Regions from separate parts of the Arachis hypogaea genome. Here region 2 is linked to region 1. Evidence: chromatin contacts called from public Hi-C data. All regions are on one chromosome and are shown on one strand. Each heading gives the region's core, a stretch centred on a gene start, on an enhancer-like site or on the middle of the called end of the contact. The rest is flanking DNA. Distances are from core to core; before and after follow the strand shown.

Region 1 (3,352 bases), core at 280-2,779:
TTTCATGAATGGATCAAATATTTGGAGGTTGATTGTTATTTGGTCCGACAAAAAATTCAAGTTAGAGTGATAAAACTTCTCCACATTTTTTCTTCTGGATAGCTAGCTGACATCTTCACCGAATCTTTGTTTCTTCAATCTTTTCATCTTAATCTCATAAATTCGGTATTTTTGATATTTTTCATCTTCCAACTTACAGGGACGTATTAAACCACTTTTTCATATTAGCCTATAATAATAACAAAGAAGTTTCACACGAGTTTATAAATTCAACCCAATAAAATACATAAATTTAGTCATAATTTTAGCTTTTATTATTTTATTTACTATTATCATATCCTTATTTGTTTTTTATCTTTCATAGACAATAATAAATATATATTTAAATTTATTTTTATAATTTTTTAATAAAAAAAACACAAAATACAATATTTTTTATATTTATTTTTTTTATTCTTTCAGTGTTTTATTACAAAATAGCAAAAGATTAACAAACTAACTCATATATATATATATAGTATATTCCCTCACAAATTCAATGTACGTTTCTGAATTTGTTCATCAGATTCATGGGATAATAGTGGCATAAGCTAGTGAATACTATTTTATCCCAAATTACTAAATTTCAAAACTGAATTGGGGGAGGATCAAACAAATAGCCTTGCTTAATCCCATGATTCCTCCATCAAGCCAACATGGGAGCTTTATTTTGATTATTTAATTATTATATATAGTATTTAGAAGCTTTAGATAAATTATATTTACATATTTATTTAATTTTATTGTTTTAGAATCTATTATATATATATAATAGAGATATCAAACTGATTTAGTTATTTTCTAAAATACCCTTTGTATATAATTTATAAATAAAAAATTTATTTGGCATTTAAATTCAAGATTTTTTAAAATAATTGTAAATATCTAATTCATACAAAATAAATCAATAGACATATTGCTTTTTTTTGTTTATGGTATTATATATTTTAACATGCCAAAGATTATTTTATCGCAGTCGAACTTCATTTAAAAGTCTTTCTCTGGCAGTGGCGGAGTTATGTTAATGAAAATGGGGGCAATGATCCCCTAAATTAATAATTAAAGAGTGCTAGGAGGTTAGTCAGTTTTGTAATTTATAATTATTAATTAGTTATTATTAGTATTTTTAATAATATAAAATTATATTTAATGATGTGTAATTACTCACTTTTTTTGTGCTGGTCAAATTTTAATAAAGAAAAGTGTGGACTCTTAAACTTTCTCTTAATCTTAATAATTTGTACATACTAATGCATGCATAAGATAAAATTTAAATTCCTGACACTTATTTAAGTAAATAACTGAACTAATCACATGACCAACCCAAATTAATTAATATGACTAAGTGAACTGATCAATATCTATTTATACTAATTATATATGAATATTTAATTATGACTAAGTCTACCGATTCATATTATTGTTCCACTTTGAGCAGAGCTTTCTTGATGCACAAACCCATTGAAAATAAGAGCTCCTTACTCGGTTATAAAAAGTCAACGTTTCTTCTATATGCTTTGTAACATTATTACGAGGAAATCTCCTAGAAAAATCTCAAGAAATTACACACCATATTAAACACATACAATCATAAGCAAAGGAGGTACCCTCTACAAATATATATCCACTAAAATATTACACCAGATTCATCATTAATTATCAACATTGTTATTAGCTATCACAAATCACCATCATCAACATGTGTTTGAGATCATTCAGGTGCAGTTTTTGCTGCATCTTCGTCACACTCTACACCTTATTCCTGTGCTTCATTCTATCCATATTCCTATTTTGGATAATCATATCTCCATCAAGTGTCAAATTCCAAGTAACCAATGCTTCCCTCACTCAATTCAATCTCACCAACAACAACACCACATTGAACTACAAATTCAAAGTCAACATCACAGCAAGAAACCCTAACAACAACGTGGTGGTGTACTATAGGAGGATCACCGCATACGCGTGGTACAAAGACAGGAATTTCGCTGCCGTCAACTTGGCGCCATTTGATCAAGGTCACAAGAACACGACCCTCCTTCAAGAAGCCGTGTTCGAAGGACAAAGCTCGATTCGACTCGGGCCAAAGCAAATTGCTGAGTACAACATGGAGAGGAGTGTGGGCATTTTCAATGACTTGGCCGTCGATTTGGATGTTAGAATAAGGGCTAAGTTTGGAAGGTTCAAGAGCAGCCGATTCAATCCGCCGGTTGTTCAGTGTCGCCGGCTCAGGGTTCCTTTGATTTCGAATGGTAAACCGCCGGCGGCAACTTTTAGTGTTACAAGGTGCAGAAGTAGTAATTTCTTTCAAGATCGTGATGCCGAAGCCGGATAACCCTTAGAAATATAAATATAAGCCTTGACTCCTGAGTATTTGAATTTGCAATTATATACATATATATAGCATAAATAAATATAAGTATATACTTAAAATACCAATAGAAATCCTTTTTTTACACGTATTACTTTGATTTTCTCATCGAGTTGTATTCTATTTAATTTCATTCATTCATTTTATTACGTGAAATTTGTTGTCGAGTTCTTCTAATTTGTGTGTTCCACTATTATTGCTATATAGAAAATGAAATTTACCCTTTTTTTTACATGTCTTTTGTATATTGTTTTTGTTTTATAATTTAAAAGGCAAAGTTTTTATTTTTTCGCTTCTTATTTTTAATATAAAAAATAAGAAGTATCTAAGAATGTAAATATATTCATTGTACTATATTTGCGATGGTAACATATATGTAATTATACTTTCATTAGCTAGACATTATTAGGATCATAAAAGAAATAAATTCTTTCAAATTTTTTTAAATTACGGTATTGTTTAAAACACAATAACTAAAGTTATTTTATTTAATTTAATTTCTATAAGTTTAAACATATAATATATATAATTATATACTTATTATATCTATAATATTATATAATTATTCTAGAATAATTATTGAATATTAAATAAAATAATTTTAAATTATTTGAACTATTTTTATCATCTTTCAAATATAATTATTTTACAAAAGAAGAAAAATATAATAGGATTGGAAATATAAAAAGAAAAAATTGATAAAATTGGGGGGGGAAAAAGGTATTTTATGCCTAAAATTTATGTCCCAATTTGAACAAAAGACGTTGAAAACATATATTGTGTTTTTGTTATCACCGTATTATTTAAAATTCATGACAATTCTTTTCATATCTCCTGTATACATAGACACTAATCAAAATATTTTAAACATAAAAGAGAAAATCTAAATATAATGACAACCAACTTAACGACAAAATAAATTAATCTAATATCAATTAACTC
Region 2 (3,352 bases), core at 374-2,873, 66 kb after region 1:
GTAAAACATGCTGGTTCCACTAACCCATTAACCTTTCTTCTATCTTCCTAAATATATTCTCCCGTATTTTCTTTTGTGTTTGATAAAGAGTCAAGTTGTTTAGTTTTATTGATTGTTTGTATTCTTGATTGTATTAAAGCTCTGTTTATCACTTCTTCCCCTTCCTCACTCCCCCTTTTCCATTGAGACTACATTGATAGGCCAACTAGTTATTTGATTAAATTCGCCGGGATTGGATTGTTTGACTTGTTAATATTGCTGTCTTCAGCTTAGAATTGTTACTTCTCTCATCATCTCCTTTCTTCTTCCTACTTGCTCCGCTTTTAACCAATCTCTCTATTCCTCTTCTTCAACTTATCCTTTTAAGAAATTCTCAATCTAAAAGCTGCAATCCCGTACATCATTCCCAATATGACCACAATAATTACAGAAGATGCCAATCCTTTCATATTTGATTGCTACATCCAGTAATTTATTGTTAGGGTCTGCTAGTTTGATATATCTCCTAAGTGGTTTTGTCACATCCATGTTCACTTGAATTTTCACTATGCTATTTTTTTTTTCACGGATTTAAAAATATCCACGTGTAGTACTTCATCGAAAGAGCTACCTGTCTTCCTCCCAATTCTTTTGTTTTGAACTGTTCTGGGAGACCCTAAATCTGTATCCATATCGGCACATGGGCAAAGTCAACTTCTTCAGTCGATTCTGCTTCCTTCCATCTCTTTAGATTTAGGATGTAGTTATTGAAAATCCATCAGAAGAATTGAAAATGTTTCCTCCATGATCAATCACTTTAAATCCATCAATTTGTCTTTATAATGAGTGTATCACTGCCTCCATTATATCAGATGAAAACTGTTGATCTCCAAACAATCTTTCTATTAGGCTCCTTGCGCACCTTTCTCGACTATCTTGAATGTCATTCTCTTCAAAACTGTCCACTATTTCTTCTTCTACTATTTTCGTTCTATGGTGTTCTACTGGTGTAGCCATTTGCATTGCCATGATTATTCTGTTGACACTTGATCGCTTTATTAACACTTGATGAAGAATAACTGAAATTAGGATTACTCCACTAAATCCTAGCAGAGCACTTAGGTAACCCTATTAGCTTGATATAAATCCTTTAATAATATTAGAACTTTTTTCCCTTCAGTGATCTTGTTCAGAGACTTGGTGTAAAGAACAACTTGAAATTAATACGAGCTTTACTAAACAAGGTATAAAGACATGTTTTGTATGTTTTTGTCTCCATATTTTTGTCTCCATCTCACGGTCTCTATATTTTCGTCCCGAAACAATATCCAAATGGAACCTATATTCTTTGTTTCTTAACATCCGCCATCCAATGTACCCGAGAACCATCTTATTTCAATTCGTCCCTTTGTTTTCGTTTTTGTTCTGTTGATGGGCGGTGGGAGTGGGACTGTGGGAGTTTGATATTGTTTTTTTTACCATTTTGGACTTTTTGGAAAAAAAAAATGGACATAGCACTTCTTTATTCTATTTCGGTATTTCCTTTGCCAAACTACCATTTGATTTCTTAAATGGAATCATATTACAGAATGTACCAAAAAGTTAGAACAAAAAGTTTGCCCAAAAAATTATTCCAAACAAGACGATAGCAATTTACCCAGAAACTTCAGAGCATAAGACCCAACTACATATACCCATATTATAGTTCCTCTTTTCGGTCATTTTCCATATTCTTTTTGTCCAACTAAATAACAATTTATTTTCAACCAATATCAGTTAATTAATAACAAAAAAGTTCACATATTTGTTCCGAACACAAGAGAGATGATATATCCAGACCAAAAAAAAAAAAGAACGAAATAAAAAGCTAGAGTGTAAAGATAAAAGAGGTCATTAGCGCCCCCTCAATTACCAAAAAATAAAAGAGGTCATTACCAGAAACAGAAAAGGTGAAGACCGAAGCTGAATATCAGTCCAAAAGAGTTGATTTCACCGGACCAAAAAAAAGTTGTTGTTTCCAAATTATTTCTTATTTTCTTTATTGTGTATCAAGTCGATACCAAAAGTCACAGTAAAACAAAGGCGCTAATTTAATTTTTGTTGAATTGTGGGAAAGTAATTATACTTTTCAACCCATTATATTTTCGTATTTTTTTAATAAGCATCCAAATCAACATATAGATAAAATGTTGACTAGCAAATGAAAATCTAGATCATTTGGACTAATGCATGCTCAATAATGAATCCATTGTTTGTTATTAAATGCAACGTGATTCGATCAACATGTGTTACGTATTTCCGTGCGGGAAGCTTGAATCCAGAGAAAGAAGCAAAAGCTAGAGAGGGTAAAAAAAAGGAAAGAAAATAAAGTTCTTTAAATCCTTACATACACTTAGTTACTATTGATTTACGTTGGTTGAAATACTAAAATACTTTAATTTATTTGTATATAAATATATAATTTAATTTATTTTAATTATGTATTTATATTTTAATATATTTATTATAGACTGATTTTAGTGTACATATAACATAGTCGATTGAAATATTATACAGTTCTTTCTCATCATAAAGTGTCATAGTTAGGATGATTTGAAATAGTATCTTTTTTACGTGTTTGTTCATTTGACAAATTCTCCTTTTACACCGGGTCATTATTTATTAATTCTGAATAGATTAGGGATATTTGCGTATCTAATTAATAAGCGTACAATTAAAACACTTTTTAAAATTCAAAAGTGAAAAAGATAGAACGAATAAAAATGTGATTGGATGGCTTTAAAAAAAATTATAGAGTTAATATATCAAGAATAAATAATAATATTAAACAAATATCTTGGAGAGTATTTGTGCTATACCTTGATAAATTATTAAATTTTATGTTAGAGTTTATTTTTAATTATTTGACAAACTTCAATTAAATCATAACTATAAAAATTATGAAGTCACTAGTAGCTTTTTTTTTTCAAATGAAATTACAATGTTTGTAAAAAGAATGATGAAATGATCATGTCATGAGCATGAATAACTTGAGTTGGTAAAACTGCTTATATTAAAATCAATGAGACACAGTACCGGTTCTGTTGGGGCTTTGAATAATTCCCTTAACTTCTCTTCCACTCCTTTTAATTTATCCTAATGTCCATCGGTTGTAATAGATAATGATTAGCAGAATATAACTATTGCTGGAAAATCAACTTATAATCATGAAAAAGGACAGAGGTTGTAACATATTCCTAAACCCTAATGATATAAGTCTTCCCTTATACAGTACGTTACTTTTATATTTTTGTATAATGCTAAGTACATACTAATATACCTTCACATATATGCAAATTTAATGTTACTATAATATAATGAACGGCAAGGAAGG

What was found. Hi-C and Micro-C count contacts between places; a contact is called where the count stands out from the background.
Region 2: a Hi-C map of leaf shows a contact between it and region 1, with 1.9 times the contacts expected there. The contact joins the enhancer-like site here to the promoter of LOC112802366 in region 1. A contact is called at or near these places in 4 of 8 Hi-C or Micro-C datasets (leaf and an unstated tissue).

Annotation. Positions count from the first base shown.
Region 1 is chr5:102,731,259-102,734,610 of arahy.Tifrunner.gnm2.J5K5, forward strand. It overlaps LOC112802366 (NDR1/HIN1-like protein 10), which reads left to right and starts at 1,530. Exons shown (of 1, transcript XM_025845551.3): 1 at 1,530-2,640. The coding sequence starts at 1,739. The coding sequence ends at 2,374.
Region 2 is chr5:102,797,063-102,800,414 of arahy.Tifrunner.gnm2.J5K5, forward strand. No RefSeq gene overlaps it. Among protein-coding and RNA genes, the nearest start is that of LOC112802371, 30 kb to the right of the region's middle. Within about 2 kb of position 1,624, at least 3 of the 3 cell types and tissues checked have open chromatin away from gene starts, as enhancers often do.